Regions from separate parts of the Muntiacus reevesi genome. Here region 1 is linked to region 2. A link is a contact called in public Hi-C data. All regions are on one chromosome and are shown on one strand. The core of a region is the stretch at or near the end of the contact, and the rest is flanking DNA. Distances in the headings are between cores, read along the strand shown. Region 1 holds the start of PSMA2 (proteasome 20S subunit alpha 2). Region 2 holds the start of YKT6 (YKT6 v-SNARE homolog).

Region 1 (2,834 bases), core at 169-2,668, 950 kb after region 2:
GTCGATTCACGTTGATGCATGGCAGAAACCAACACAGTATTGTAAAGTAATTACCCTTCAATTAAAAATAAAACAAAAAAAAGAAAAAGATTTCTTTACCATCTCCTTGCTATATTCCTCAGGCCTGCAATATTTCTTTTGGTTTTAGGAACTCTTAAAAATATACAAAGCTGTTTAACACTGGTACTCCTTTTCAATATACCTGAAAGTATTGCTAAGCACAGACCTGTGGTTAATAGCACAGGCTCTGGAAGGTCGGTGTGACCTTGAGGCCTTTCTGAGTCTAGTTCTTCAGTTGAAAAGTGGAGACACCTAATGGGATTGTAGTGGAGATTATCTTACTAAATATATGTTGACTTTGACATTCAGTGGGACTTTCCTGTTGGCTAAGACGGTAAAAGCGTCTGCCTACAAGGCGGGAGACCAGGGTTCGATCCCTGGGTCGGGAAGACCCCCTGGAGAAGGAAATGGCAACCCACTCCAGTATTCTTGCCTGGAAAATACCATGGACGGAGGAGCCTGGCGTGCTACAGTCCATGGGGTCGCAAAGAGTCGGACACGACTGAGCGACTTCACTTCACTTCACTTGAGATTTAGCGGGCTCTTCTGAGTATTATCATTATTATGTTCGGGATAACTTCGAAATCGAGTAGAATGTAAACGTCAAAGGAATGACAATTTTAACAGCCAAGACATTTCCATTTAAAATTAGTTTTCAGGGGAAATAGAGGATCAACAGTCAATTGACAAAGCTCAAATGCCACAGACGGCAAACTGCTTTAGGTGGTGGACTGGACTGGAAAGAAAAGAGGATCTAGAGAGCTCTTGTCCCTTGATGCTAAGTTAATGCACTTCGGTTACATTCCCTGTAGGAATGGGACAGTCAGAGGATGTTTGTTTTCCTTTTTGCAGGGGACTGGGGGCAAAAACTGCTGTCTTTGTTCCTAAGTAAGTGAATGCCCGGAACATCGTCTCCTCCACGCAGCCAAAGATCAGAACACCGGAGCAGGCTAGATACGAGCAAAATTCACCACATTGCCTGGGGTCCCCAGTCCAAACCCTTCTCCACGGAGGCCTTCTTTACGTACCCCATGGCGGACTGGGAAAACCTGGTCGGCTCTGCAGAAGTTTCCGCTGCAGCTGCTTCCAACAGTTCCGGAGAAGTCCTCGGACTGCGGGCAACGGCGGAACCAGCAGCACCAGCATGGTGGGCGCCATGTTGCTCGGCCGAAAGCCACACCCACCAGGCCTCTGGGTCCCGCCCCTACCTTGAGCATGCGCACAGACACAGAGTCGGGCAAACGCGCACTTGGAACTATAACTCCCAGCATGCTTCTGGAGCGGCTCTGCCTTTCCTCCAATCAGAAACCTAGAAAGGAAGGCGCGGGGCGGGGAAAAGAAACTAAACTGGCCTCAGTGCGCATGTGCGCGGATGTGCGTTGGGTCTTCGGGTAAAGATGGCGGAGCGTGGTTACAGCTTTTCGCTGACTACATTCAGGTATGGAAGGGACTTCTGAGGTCCTCCACGTAACTGAGGTTGCAGGAGCTCTGCCGACCAGGTTTTTACCTTCCTGGTCTCTGACTTGGCGCTTTCTGAGGGCCTAGTAGGAAATGGGGGTGGAAATGCGAGTTTGCCAAGTCATTTGCGGGGCCTTCCCGCGGCCCGGGGAGCATTGGTGCCTGGGGGCCGTGGGAACGCTAGTCAGGGTGTCCTGGGAGATCTGTCTAGACGCTGTGGGAAGTTGAGGCCCTCACCCAGGGATTTTCTTTCGCTTTGGAAGTAGAGAAAAAGGCAATTTTGAATGAGCTGCGTCCAGGTTTCCTGTTCAGAACTCAGAAGATTTCCTTCCTGACCCAAGTAGGCCTGATTCAGGAGCTTCTGCAGTTTGGAATTTTGGTCAGCTCTATGGGGTTCCTTTTTCTTGGAAAGCCCCAACTTTACAGTTCAGTTCTAGTCTTAGCTTCCATTTGGCGCTAATGTCTTTGGAAACCTTTTCCCGCTTTCGATTTTTTCGGTGCCCCTACTGGAAGCTTAAGAACTGAAAGTGAAAGTGGTAATGTTTCTAGCCCGGTGTCTTTGTGGGCTCCAAAATAGGCTGTATTTGCTTTGGGGCTGTAATTTTTGGAAGCGGATATGTTTATTTAAAGAAAGATTGTAGGCTTTTAAACTTTAGAGCATTTATGTAAGCATATTTTTCAAAATAAATCAGAGATGCACTGCTTTACTGACCGGAGAAGGATTCAGTTTGGCCATTTTCCCTACGATCAGTAAGGGCCTATTTAATTAAAAATATTATCTGACAGCTAAAGACAGGCGGCATCTAACTTGTTGAGTACTTTATGTGTGGGTGGAGCTTACTCCTTCTCTTTGGGCTACCCTGTGTGATGAATGTTTTCTAAACATCTTACAAATGAGCTGACCACAACTCAAATTCAATAACTCCTCCCTGGTCATAGGTTAACTTTTAAACTGGGTTCTTTCTGACGACAAAATTAATACATTTTGCATTACTGTGTAATGTCTTCTTAAAATACTAGAATATTTATCTTTTAAAAAAGATCTCCTCATATACAGTGATAGGAAACAGGGTTTGACAGGTCGCTACTGTTCCTATTCGGTGACAAAACCTGGACCTCTATCTTTAAGAAAGTGTTATCCTAATTCTAGCTGAAACATGAAGCAGCCATATGTTATCAGGGACTGAATCTTTCTATAATAAATTTCCTTGTTTAAACACTTAAAAAAAAATATGATGGTGCAATTCTGTTTTGGATTTTAAAAATTGTTTCTAGCTTGTTGTAATCAGAATTATTAATGGTAGACGTGATAAAGA
Region 2 (2,700 bases), core at 139-2,638:
GTTGTTTTAAGAGACATCTGTAGAGATTTCCCTACAGTACTGCCGTTGTGTTAATCATCTGAAACTGGTCTGGATACCGAAAACCAGTGAGATGAAAGTCCGAAAGTGAAATCTCTGAGGATTCTCAGTAAATGTCAGTAGGGAAAAGAGAGAAAGGAAAAGAATCAAGAGTTAACCAAGTTAACACCCAAAGTTCCATCACAGAAAAGCAGCAACACAGAACAGAGACTAGAAGTCATGATAGAGAATGCTAGGATCAAGAAGGACCCAAAAAGAAGCAGAAAGTTTCAACAAAATAACAAGTGGAATTGTTTGAGATTCTGCCATCAAGCCACTCTCATCAAGAACAAAACAGCCCACTGAAGTAATGAAGATAGAATCCAGATGCCACCAGACCTGGAGATTGGGTGTCCAAAGACACAGACTTTGTAGGATCCTTCTCCTTTTGTGCCTGAGTCACCGCCACCCCTCCCTCAAACAGGCTGTTAAGTGTCTGTGGTACTTCTAACACACACTTGATTGCATTAAAGTGCCTCGCAAATGTTCAAAGGTTTTTAAGCCCTAAAACCTCCATGCTTCCTTCCACAATTTCACTGTAGAACGCATTTGTACCACTAGAGCCCAACCGTAAAGAGCATACAATTTGGGTTGGAGTCCTGGCTGGTTTGGTATCCATCTCCTGGGGCCTCAGTGACTTCCTCCATAATATGACAGAGTGTACCAGGAACTCTCACACCGAACTGTTGGAAAGCCCAGGCAAACAACACAAACGTGGCGCTTAAGGTGTGGCACGTGAGCTTCCTGGGTCAGAACCACTGAGTGGGATTTGCTGGTTTAAGATACAGATTGCTGGAACTCAACTGGGCGTGAACCTAGAGGAATCTGCCCTTTCTCAAAGACCCCCGGTCATTTCTATACAGAAATTTTGAAAAACCCTGATTACGGACTACATTCCAGAACGGGCTACAGCTTTTCACGATTGAAAGGAGGATGATTTCTCAGAGGCACAATCCGCAGGCCGAGGAAAAGACCACCGGCTCCAATGCGGGAGGCCAAGCCCCGGGCTTCGATTCCCGGACGGTCTCCAACCCGGACCCCGGGCCTCCCCGTCCGGGCGCCGCCCTCCTGGGCCCGCTCACCTGGATCTCTGAAAAAAGCTGAAGGAGGACACATCGTATGCGGCCTTGAGCAGCACCGTCTTGGACTCGCCTTTATACAGGACGCTTAGGCTGTACAGCTTCATGGCGCCGGGCCCTTGGGCTGGCCACCCGCCCGGCCGCGGCACCGGTTCGCAGGGAGCAGCGCAGCGCCGCCCCTCGAGGCCGCCGCCGGCTGCTGACGGATCGGCCACCGGCTTCCTTCTCCTGGCTCGGGGTTCACTTCCGGTTCCGGTGAGGGACCGCCGCCCGAGGCCTAACGGAGTCTTTTCGTGCCCCGGATGCAGAAAGAAGCAGCCGGAAATGCGAACGAGGGGGTGGTGCGGGGTCCTGCGCGTGCGCGTGAGGCGTTGTCGGAGTTCTCGTAGGCCACCTCGGTGTTTCACTACGAGTCCTTACTCTTCTGCTGGCCTTATCTCTCCGAGGCCTTCTCCCTCCTTCCCTGGCCGTCCTGAGTCCTCCCAGCGCCCCCCGGCTTCTTCCCGGTTCTTCTGAGTACTGTAGGAACACCTGTGTCCCGGGGGCTGTCCTTCCTCTGAGCAGTGAGACCCAGAGCCCCACCCACACGCCAGTACTTTGTAAACCCTACACGAGGGACTTTGATTTATGCGCGAACTGCCTTCTAGAAAAGTCTTTTGTAAATCAGATCTCCTTTTTGAGTGAAGGATAGGGATCTTTTCGAGGCTCCTGCTGGAAGGTGAAGGCTTGCCTCTTATTTTCAGTTAATTGTACCCTCTCTTGCCCTTCCCACAGCTCCAAACTGAGGGAGCACTTGGCATACCATGACTTGGAAAACCTCATTTTGCTTGAAATGTTGAAATAATGCTTTTTCAGTGGATGGGGGTGAATAAGGCTCAGTTCTCTGAGGGTAGTACGTCTTATCTTCTTGTTTGTTAAATGGTATGTTGTCAGAAAGCATCTTGCAGGACAGACACAGCTGAAAGGACTTTGATATTTGGAAATTGGCGGGAAGGTTACACAACCGTCGTGCTAGAAGCAGCCAGATCTGAAATGATGGGAAAGATGGTATGTTTGAAAAACCAACAGCATCACTCAAAACATGACTCTCAATCAGAGTATCTCAGTCTTGTCACTGGTGATATTTTGGATTGGATAGCTGTTGTTGGGGGCTGTCCATGCATCGTAGGCAGCATTTCATGTCTTTACCCCAACTAAATGCAAGTGGTACCCCAGTGGCCATTTGGCAACCAAAAACGTCTCTGGACATTGCCAAATACACTATTCTGCTGGCTGAAGGAAGTTCCCACCACCTGCCTTTTCACTCAGCACCCTTCTCATCGACCCTGGGTGTGCGGAAGGGCTTTTTCCTATCCCCGACATTTTGGTACCAAACCTCAGGAACAGAGAGGCCAATGCCAGGCCAGTGTCTCAAAAAGGACGCTGAACTGTGTGTAACCCATCCTGACTGCACTGACACAATTTCCCTGTAGGGGGCGAGTGAGAGCCATTTCCGAAGAAAATTCTGAGTCCGTTTTTTTTTTGTTTTTTGGTTGGTTTTTTTTTTTTGGCCCCTGAACGTCAA

What was found. A called contact is a pair of places that touch in the nucleus more often than the background predicts.
Region 1: a Hi-C map of muscle shows a contact between it and region 2, with 6 times the contacts expected there. The contact joins the promoter of PSMA2 here to the promoter of YKT6 in region 2. A contact is called at or near these places in 2 of 3 Hi-C or Micro-C datasets (blood and muscle).

Annotation. Positions count from the first base shown.
Region 1 is chr6:74,113,042-74,115,875 of mMunRee1.1, forward strand. PSMA2 (proteasome 20S subunit alpha 2) reads left to right here and starts at 1,419. Exons shown (of 8, transcript XM_065939311.1): 1 at 1,419-1,498. The coding sequence starts at 1,458. MRPL32 (mitochondrial ribosomal protein L32) reads right to left here and starts at 1,237. Exons shown (of 3, transcript XM_065939717.1): 1 at 1,089-1,237. The coding sequence starts at 1,218.
Region 2 is chr6:73,164,075-73,166,774 of mMunRee1.1, forward strand. YKT6 (YKT6 v-SNARE homolog) reads right to left here and starts at 1,389. Exons shown (of 7, transcript XM_065939251.1): 1 at 1,140-1,389. The coding sequence starts at 1,243.